Regions from separate parts of the Sus scrofa genome. Here regions 1 and 2 are each linked to region 3. A link is a contact called in public Hi-C and targeted proximity ligation data. All regions are on one chromosome and are shown on one strand. The core of a region is the stretch at or near the end of the contact, and the rest is flanking DNA. Distances in the headings are between cores, read along the strand shown. Region 1 overlaps VAV3 (guanine nucleotide exchange factor VAV3). Region 2 overlaps VAV3 (guanine nucleotide exchange factor VAV3). Region 3 overlaps LOC106510205 (a long non-coding RNA gene).

The links. Hi-C and Micro-C count contacts between places; a contact is called where the count stands out from the background.
Region 1: a contact with region 3 is called in a targeted proximity ligation map of alveolar macrophages. A contact is called at or near these places in 1 of 47 Hi-C or Micro-C datasets (liver) and 1 of 2 datasets of targeted methods (alveolar macrophages).
Region 2: a contact with region 3 is called in a Hi-C map of retroperitoneal adipose tissue, with 3 times the contacts expected there. A contact is called at or near these places in 1 of 5 promoter capture datasets (liver), 26 of 47 Hi-C or Micro-C datasets (alveolar macrophages, blood, brain and 14 more) and 2 of 2 datasets of targeted methods (alveolar macrophages and skeletal muscle).

What each region holds. Positions count from the first base shown.
Region 1 is chr4:111,964,987-111,968,135 of Sscrofa11.1, forward strand. All of the region lies in intron 2 of VAV3 (guanine nucleotide exchange factor VAV3), which reads left to right. Among named protein-coding and RNA genes, the nearest start is that of VAV3, 140 kb to the left of the region's middle.
Region 2 is chr4:111,983,926-111,986,903 of Sscrofa11.1, forward strand. All of the region lies in intron 2 of VAV3 (guanine nucleotide exchange factor VAV3), which reads left to right. Among named protein-coding and RNA genes, the nearest start is that of VAV3, 160 kb to the left of the region's middle.
Region 3 is chr4:111,648,799-111,651,834 of Sscrofa11.1, forward strand. The region is part of intron 1 of LOC106510205 (a long non-coding RNA gene); the gene reads left to right. Among named protein-coding and RNA genes, the nearest start is that of SLC25A24, 70 kb to the left of the region's middle.

The DNA.
Region 1 (3,149 bases), core at 560-3,059, 320 kb after region 3:
CTAAGGCTGGCGCTTAGGTGGGAGGCTGCTGCTGTTGGAACCTCCAGAGTTTGTCTTGTCAGCAGCAACTTATCTGCAGAACTTTTATCATCTTTTTCTTATGGGACAAAATGTTTGTTACAAGGGGAGAGATTATTTCAGGAAGGGCAGTCTTGATAAAAATACAAGCTTCTCAAGACATCTCGTAATTGAAAAGGGGTTGTTTTTACCAGAACATGTCATTTGCTAGGAACAATAAATTATGCTGTCACTTGAGGGCTCTTAAAACCTTTCTAGCCGTGTTTCTGTAGGAAATTCAAATCATGGACTACACTGCAAATGCTTTTCTTTGCTCTCCTGTGTAACAATAAAAAATTGTTTTGTAAATTTTTTTCCCCTCACTCTCAGTTTCATAATGTTGGGGTTATTTGGGAATGAAGTGGAACCTGATTGCAAATTTGGTATTTAAGGTATAAAATAAAATGAGATGTGTCCACAAAACCAAGATTTTAACCTACAGGCATTGCACAGATTAGAGCCTGTGCTTATTGACTTTGTTATTGTTTTAGTGCATTTTGGATGTATTTTTCTGGGCCCCTACCCTACCTTGTAAGCACCTTGGCTTATAGATAATTTTGTTTCCTTGATAATATTTAAAAACAGGATCTTGCGTATTGTAAATGCTCATAAAATAGGTGATTCGACTAGTCTATAAATTAGAGATGCTTTAAAGGATCCAAGAATCCAGATTCCTAGGCCGTGGTACCATCCAGGTACTAAAAATCTCGTGCTGACACAGTCATCCTCTTCCTTGCCTAGAAATGTGATCTCCTTTGTTGAATGTATTAAATATTTCATCCATGTTCTTCTCATTGGAAGTTAGGCAGTGTTGCTTTCCCAGACTCAGGTTGTTGTCTGATTATAGTAATGACTCCACCACAAAACCTTGCTGAACTGACAGTGGACAAAGGAAACCTTGAAGAAATGGTTCTAAGAAAGAGACTGTGTGGTTTGCTTATTCTTCACTTGCCAAGAATAACACAAGAACGGCTTTAAGGGGGAGAAAAATCACAGGAGCACCTCAGAATACTTTCGGATCAAAGGCACAGGTGGATGATACAACAATGCCTTTCCCTTTGGTCAAGTTCCCTTTAGCCTCGGGAGCAGTGTGGAATAGCTTATTTGTAGGGAAGTTATTAAAAAAAAAAACCCCTCCGTGGTTTAATGGTATATACCCGGAACTTTAAAAATGTGCGTACCCTTTGGTCTAGAAACTTCACTTCTAGGAATTGTTATCAGGGAATAATTAGATACAAGGTCAGATATTCATGTACAATAACATTCTTTTTTTTTTTGTCTTTTTTTTTTTTTTTTTTCAGGGCCGCACCCAAGACATGGAGGTTACCAGGCTAAGGGTCGAATCAGGAGCTGTAGCCATCAGCCTATGCCCCAGCCACAGCAACGCCAGACCTGAGCTGCATCTGCGAGCTACACCACAGCTCACGGCAACACTGGATCCTTAACCCACTGAGCCAGGGATTGAACCCACATCCTCATAGATGCTGCTCAGATTCGTTTCCGAGGAGCCACGATGGGAACTCTGATAATATTCTTATCATTGTGATAGGTTGGAAGACCTCATGTGTTGATCAATAGGTATTGATGAAATGCATTGTAATCTCTTACTCTCTACAGATTCTGGGTAACCCTTAAACAATCATTTCATATATTTAAAAAAAGAGTTATGTTCCCTGGGCCACTGAGGCAATGCTTGAAACAGGAACAGATCTAGAGTTTCCCGTGCCCTGTGTCCCAGTGCTTTGGAACTGCGGATGGTGTGGGGGCAGCTGCTCATTCATGGGGATTTAGATGACGGAGTGCCCTCTCTGTGAGGTGTGAGAGCCAGCGCCAAAAGTTTCCTTCAGTTGACTTAAAGTGACAGACTCTTTCTTAGTTTTAACACTTCGTAGAGTCTCCTTTTTCTAAGAGTCTTGAAAAGAATCTGTCAACAAAAATATTATACTCTAAGAAAATGTTTAGAGTTTTTGTTTGTTTGTTTGTTTTTGCTTTTTAGGGCTGCACCTGTGGCATAGGGAGGTTCCCAGGCTAGGGGTCCAGTTGGAGCTACAGCTGAGGCCTACGCCACAGCCTCTGCAACACAGGATCCTTAACCCACTGGGTGAGGCCGGGGATCGAACCTACAACCGCATGATTACGAGTTGGATTTGTTTCTGCTGTGTCACAACAGGAGCTCCAGAAAATGTGTATAGAGTTTTAAAAGCACTTGGAATTGCTGTTTGGGGAGTTTGCTGTTTTATGTGGCTGTTTGGAGTTTGCTGTTTATATAAATGTTTATTCACTGTTTTTGTCTCTCCTAGTCCCTTTTCATTAAAAGCACTTTCTTTCCTCGGAGGCCTAGTGTGCGGGTCCTCAAAGTCGTTCGTGTTTTGATTCCTGTGTTCGGTAAAAAAGGCCCTGGTTCATGAGCGTTGGGAGCAGTGGCATTGCTTAGCCCATATGTGTCCCATATTTCTGCTAAAGATGGACACTTGAGCATCAAAACTTTCAGAAATCCTGTGTCAGCTAAGCCTCCCAGGACACTGTGTAAATTATCTCTATTTTGAGACCTAATTAAATATGTATGTTGAGAGCATTTTTCTAAACAAGCATTTGGGCTCTGAAATCAATCACCACCGTTCAAGTGTGTGAAAATAGCCAAAATTGTGTCTTGCCTGGTCATCTGAGCACTACATTTCTATTAATTATTAAATCCCTATGCTTGCTCCTTGTTTGTCAAAGTATAAGGTTGTTGGTTTTTTTTGGGGGGGGGGATAATAACATTGCTCAGTTTCTGTTCCCCTTGGATCTTGGACCTGGCCACCAAAATGTATTGCCACATTCCCTATAAAAGAGAAGAAAGAAAAATCCAACAAGCTTTGTTTATTGCCTTTAAAGAAAATGTTTCTTGGAGTGCTTTGGTGGCTTAGCGGGTTACTGATCCTGCATTGTCACTGCTGTGGCTCCGGTTACTGCTGTGGTGCCGGTGTGATCCCTGGCCCCGGGGACTTCCACATGCCACGGGCACGGGGAAAAAAAAATGTCTTTAAAGTTAAATTATGTTTAATGATTTTTCATGCCCAAGGCAAAAAGCCAAGGATTCGCATGGATCG
Region 2 (2,978 bases), core at 141-2,640, 340 kb after region 3:
TCATGGCAATGCCAGATCCCCAACCCACTGAGCGAGGCCAGGGATCAAACCCCTCATCCTCATGGATTCTGGCCAGATCCGTTTCCGCTGTGCCACAGCAGAATTCCCAAGATCTTTTAATTCTACGTGAACTGTGTTATTCTGGTTCTTATTAGTGTTATCTTAATGAGCTGTCTAGGCATGGAACATTTGTTCCTTTTTACTAAAATTCACCTTAGCAGGGTCAAATGCAAGTTTTTTGAGGCTCTAAGAAATACTTTTGTTTAACAGTGTATATTTTATTTATTTCGATTAAACATTAATGACATCGAAGCAGAAAATGAATACTAAATAAGAATGTTTACCACTTACTGTCCTCATTTTTTAAAAACATGTTATAATTAGACAAGCTTAGCAACTATCGTAGCTATTAACAAACACTGGCCATCATATACTCAAATATATAACCTAATTTATTAGATACATTCCCAGCCGATGGAAAGCTTTCTTCTGTATCCTGTGATACCTTGAGGTGGATGTCACTTTTTTATTTTCTAAAATGCTTTGCAAAGACCAGATCTTACTTTACCAATGATGATGGTGGCAGCAGTGGCTTTAGGACACAGCAGCAAAAGTATGGGACTTTGTTCCATGGTCACCCAGCCAGGGAGAGGTGGAGCTAGGATTTGAACCCAGGAAATCTGAGGCTTAAGCTTGCACTCTTAGCCAGTCTAGGATATGACCCTCCCAAATAGAGGTTCTTTTTCTCTATAGAGCTTTACTTTTGAAGTTTCAAAATAGCGCAGATAGAATAATTCTTACATTTATGATCAGTTTCAAGGCCTGCACAAACTGCAGTTGGGACCCGCTTAAACCCATAGAGATACTCTACTCTTTTGAACAATGGAAAGTTTATTTCCCATAGTTCATCATCTTTTTGATACAGAAATCTTTTGTTCATCTTACCTGGTTGTAGTGCTTTGCTTTACCCATAGAAGAAGGGCTAGAGATGGTTTTCAACAGCATTCTACAGTATTGAAAGCAACAGCTAGGTATTTTAGGAAAGACCTAAACATGTTGCTAGAAATGACACTAAGCTGTAGTGTATCCTCATGGGGTAATTTACTGTGTGAGGTTAGAATTGCCAAGAAAATTAAGATAATGGGCTCTGTTGATTTCCTTGGAGAGTTAAGGTGAGATATATTGTTAGTCTGAAACATCCCATCTAGATGGGTTTGAAGTTAGACTTCATTGTCAGAGAATTGGGTACCTGAGTAATACACTCAGAGGAGTGGCCTGCCTCTGTTTACATCTGATCTAGTCCACAGGCCCATCCTGTCTGACTGACTCAGCCCAGCACACCAGGCTCACACTCCAAGGTATGTCCTGAGGCCTGACTTTCTCCTCCGTGGCCCTAGGGCACTCGCTCCAAGCCTGCAGGGACCACAGCAGACCATCCTGGCCCCAGATCCAGCTGCCAGCTGGTAACTGGCTGCCGTGGGGCTGCAATGCTGCAGACACCCCTGAACTGCTAAGCTTGTCTGGTGCTTGCGCTCAAGCCTGCAGCCACCCGATGGCCCAGGAACTCCTGTTGAATCTAGCTCCCTGTTCAGGAATCTTAATAGCCTTCCCACTGGGTCTGGGAGAGGGTTAAGAGATAAAACTTCAGACCAGAGAGCCCAAGGAGATCAACCCATAATTAATTAGAGCAGCTTGGCAGACCTGTGAGCTGGTCCCCACAGCTCCCTGTAGTTCTTCTCCATGGCCCTGGCTTCCTTCCCTGGGGACCATGGGGGGAGTTCCAACAAACTGCTTCTGCACGGATGACTTGTTTTTCTCCGATTACAGTGTCATCAGCACTAAGGTGCTAGATAAGCAGAGGGTGAGAATTAGCCAGAAGGTCTCAAGAAGAGAATGGTTAAAATGGGTAGCTTTATTAGTGTACATGGTTGCCATTCTGTTTTTGCAAACTGTTTTCATTGCTTTTTCTTTTTTTTTTCTTTTTCTTTTTAAATGGCTGCACCTGCTGCATGTGGAAGTTACAGGGCCAGGGATAGAATCCGAGCCTCAGCTGTGTTGCTGGATCTTTTAACCCACTGCACAGGGCGGGGGATCAAACCCGAGTCTTCTCAGCGACCCCAGGCACTGCAGTTGGATTCGTAACCTGTGGCGCCACAGTGGGAACTCCGTCATTTCATGGCTTCTAAACTAATGGAGATGGAAAAAATAAAGTACTCAAATGAAATAATCATCATTTGGGAAATTTTTAATGGTTGATAGGATGGAGGGGGTGCCCCTATGTATGTTGTCCCTAGATTTGAGGAGATAAGCAACTCTTGCTCATACTTAATATTTGATTTTCATAATGGGCTTCTTCTTTAATTATTCATTCATTCATTCCTCACTTGTAGCAGGCCAAGCTCTTTGTGTCTTTACACATATTATCCCTTATCCTTACAACAGTTTTGTAAGGTAAGTAGTAGTCATTCATTTGTTTGAGCAACCAGATATTTTTGTGTTAAGTGGTTGTTAGGAGCTTGGCTGTGAGCTCGGTGATGGAATAGACAAGCGAAGGAGCAATTTCCCTGCTCTAAGTTATTTTCCACTGTTAGCTGGTAAAGACAGATAAACATGTCATTAGAGTGCCTCATTGTGTTCTTAGATACCTTTCAGGGGTTATATGAATTTGTGCAGATTTTTTGAAGAGCAGTGGTTGTGCTGTTTCTTTTTTGGGGGGGGAAGCACTCGCAGCATATGGAGGTTCCCAGGCTAGGGGTCGAATCAGAGCTCTAGCCACTGGCCTACACCACAGCCACAGCAACGCAGGATCCAAGCTGTGTCTACAACTACACCACAGCTCACGACAATGCCAGATCGTTAACCCCCTGAGCGAGGCCAGGGATGGAACCTGCATCCTCATGGATACTAGTCAAGATTCATTCCCGCTGAGCCATGATGGGAACTCCAGTTTATGTGGGAACTTAAATTTTTTTTCCTTT
Region 3 (3,036 bases), core at 108-2,607:
GGAGCTCTATGAAGCTAAGGTGGGCTGGCAGCTGAGGAGGGGGAGAGTTTTAAAAGTGTGGAGACAGAACTGTGAACAGAGGAGACACCTGTCAGTCTCCTTCCTCTGCTATGTGTGTTGGGCAGACGGGGGGGGAAGGTGCTCCTTGAAGCTTATGCTGGCAAGCGTGGCCAGAGGCAGGGCACTGCTTTCTGGCTGTGATGAGGGAGGGATGGCTGGTCCAGACACAACCTGATTCACATTGCTAGGAAAACAGGGGGTCAAGGTACAAACCCCAAAAATGCGAGTGTGGGGGAACCTGGCAACCGGATGGGAGAAATAATGGGATGGACGAGTGTGGGGGGTGGGGGTGGCAGGAGCATCCTGGAGGCAGAGCAATGACCTGCTTTTTTGTGTAGTGACTTTTTAATTCAATCCCAGTGACGTCGAGGGTGGGTGGGTGTGGTTCATTTACAAGGGCAGGAAAAGGATGAGCGGAAGGCTTGGTTTTCAAAGAGGGATGTGTAGCCATTGCAACACAATGACAATAGTAGAAAGAACGAAAGGAAATTACACACTGTACACTACAGAGGCTGTGCCTTTTCAATCAAGAAGAGCCAATTAAGCTGTGCTGTTGTGTAACATCTCATTCATTTGTCATTGAATTACCTCTGGCTGTATGTACTGTTTCCGCGAGGTTAATTTTTATTCCATTATGAAGGAATAAATCAAATCCAGTGAAAGGAAATCTGTCCTCACTGCTATCTACAGGAGGAGGGGCTTGAACCAAAAGTCCTTTTGTGGTTTCGTATTTTTGGTTTCAATTTAATAAAGAAGAGGAGCCTGAGGGATGAGCAAAGAGGCCAGGTTTTGCCTTTTCCCCTTGAAGCCCATAAATAGAATGAAAAGAAGTAGTGAGATGAGACAACGGTGAAGAACCAGAGCACATGAAATGTTGATGGGAAGCACAAGCACCGAGGAGTTGTGGCACCACCGAAAATACAGTGATTAATTCAACACGGTTTTTTTTTTTGATGTTTACATTCAGAACTGTCTCCCCGGGACTTTGCTGGGCATTAGGCATGTGTGAAAATAAATAATATGTAGTTTTTGTTCTCAGAGTCATTGAGAAGGCTGACATGAAACAAGTTTCAATTTAAAGTGATACGTGTCGCAGTGACTTTGTTCGGTGTACAGTGGTAACGACGAAGGCGGTGTTGACAAGGCGCCGTTGGGAAGGTGATGTTTTTGCCTGGGCTTTGAAGGATGAAGAGAATTTAACCACCCTAAGAAGATACGTCAGGGTGGCCTGGAGAGAGGGGACAGCACACGTGAAGGCAAAGAGTCACGAGAGGCTGTGTGTGTTTGGGGAAATGGTATGTTCTGGGTGTGACCGGGGTGTTCCTTGGGGAGAATGGCTAGACACATGGATTAAACCCGAGCTCTGTGCCATGCTAAGGACTCGGGTGGAAAAAGAAACCCATGGGAGGAGTTTCAGAAGGGAGGGACAGGACCTGCCAGAACTTTCCAGAAGAAGGATGGGTTGGAGGGGTGTGACTTGGAGGCAGGTGCACACTGAAGGGAGAGAGATTGCACACTCACCTTTCATCGCTGGGGCCCCAGGGTGTGGTACACGGTTTGGCATATGGTTGGTTCTCAACAGGTGTTGAATACATGCAGGAAGGAAAGACAGGATTACCGAGCTGCGTGGTGCAGGCAGGAGACGGGGAGGAGCACGTGTGGGGATGGCTGTGCCTCTCTTCTGCCCCCGGCCCATCCACACCTCCACGCCTCACAGCCCTGCTGACTCAGAGAAGCAGCGTGCCCGCTAGGGAGACGGAAGAGGAGGGAGCCCTGGAGAGCTGGCATCCTGGAGCCTGGGATGAGAGGGTTTTAAAAAGGAAGGACTGGCCAATGCCATCACAGGCAGCAGAGACAGATCTGCAGGTGTTGCCAGGTCTGAGACCCTGAGCGACTGCAGGGAGGAGAGTTCCCTGGCGTGGCAGCCACAGGCTTCCAGGGCAGTGGGCTGAGGGGTGTGCGGGCGGAAGGAAGAAGAGGGTGTGTGGGTGGACCTTCGCTCAGAAAGTTGTGCTCTGAAGGGAGGGGCCAGCGAGTTTGAGGCAGAGGCAGGATCAAAGGGAAGCTGTTTTATTTTTTTGGTTTTTTGGTTTTTTTGTTTTTTTTTTTTTTTAAGGATGGTAAGTTTCTAAACTTTAGAAAAAGCAGCCGAGAGCAGAGATTAAAGCCAGTGGGTGGAGACAGAAGAAGGGACATGGGTTTGGCTAATAGGGGTAATTAAAATTTTTTAGTTTTAAAATTGAAACCTGCATTTAAACAAATGAATAGAGTTGCCTATTACGGCTCAGCTGGTTAAGGACCCAACAGTCTTCATGAGGATGCTGGTTTGATCCCCGGCCTTGCTTAGTGGGTGAAGGATCCGGCATTGCTGTGGCTGTGGTGTAGGCCAGCAGCTTCAACTCCAATTTGACCCCTAGCCCAGGAACTCCATGTGCCACAGGTATGGCCTTAAACAAACAAACAAAAAAAAAATAGAAAAATAAATATAAAAGAATGCATAGAGGTCAGTAAGGGAAATAGGATGGAGCGGAGGAAAGAAGGCTGGGTGGACGAGAGAAAACCAGGGCTCCCGTCCTCGCTTTGCTTCTGTGTGAGCTTTGCCAAGCTCTGGCTCTGCTCTGAGCCTTTGATCCACCTTTAAAACAGGTGACCCTCTGTCCAATGATCTCTTTCAGCCATAAAACTCTATGATTCAAAGTGGTATAAGTTTGCTAATATATACCTGTAAAAATAAGGCTTTTCCCAAGATTCAGTTTGCCTCAAGGACAACTTAGATATTTTGTTTTTGGAATTTTTGCTTTATATTATCTTTAAGAATAAATAAGATAGCGTGTGAGAAGGAACTTTGGAGACCTAAGAAGAATCACAGCTAAATTTCTATTCATTAATAATCATGCTAATATTCTTGACCCAGAGACCGCTCACATGTTTCTCTCCTTTTTTTTTTTTTTTTTGTATATATTACCCCAGAGTATG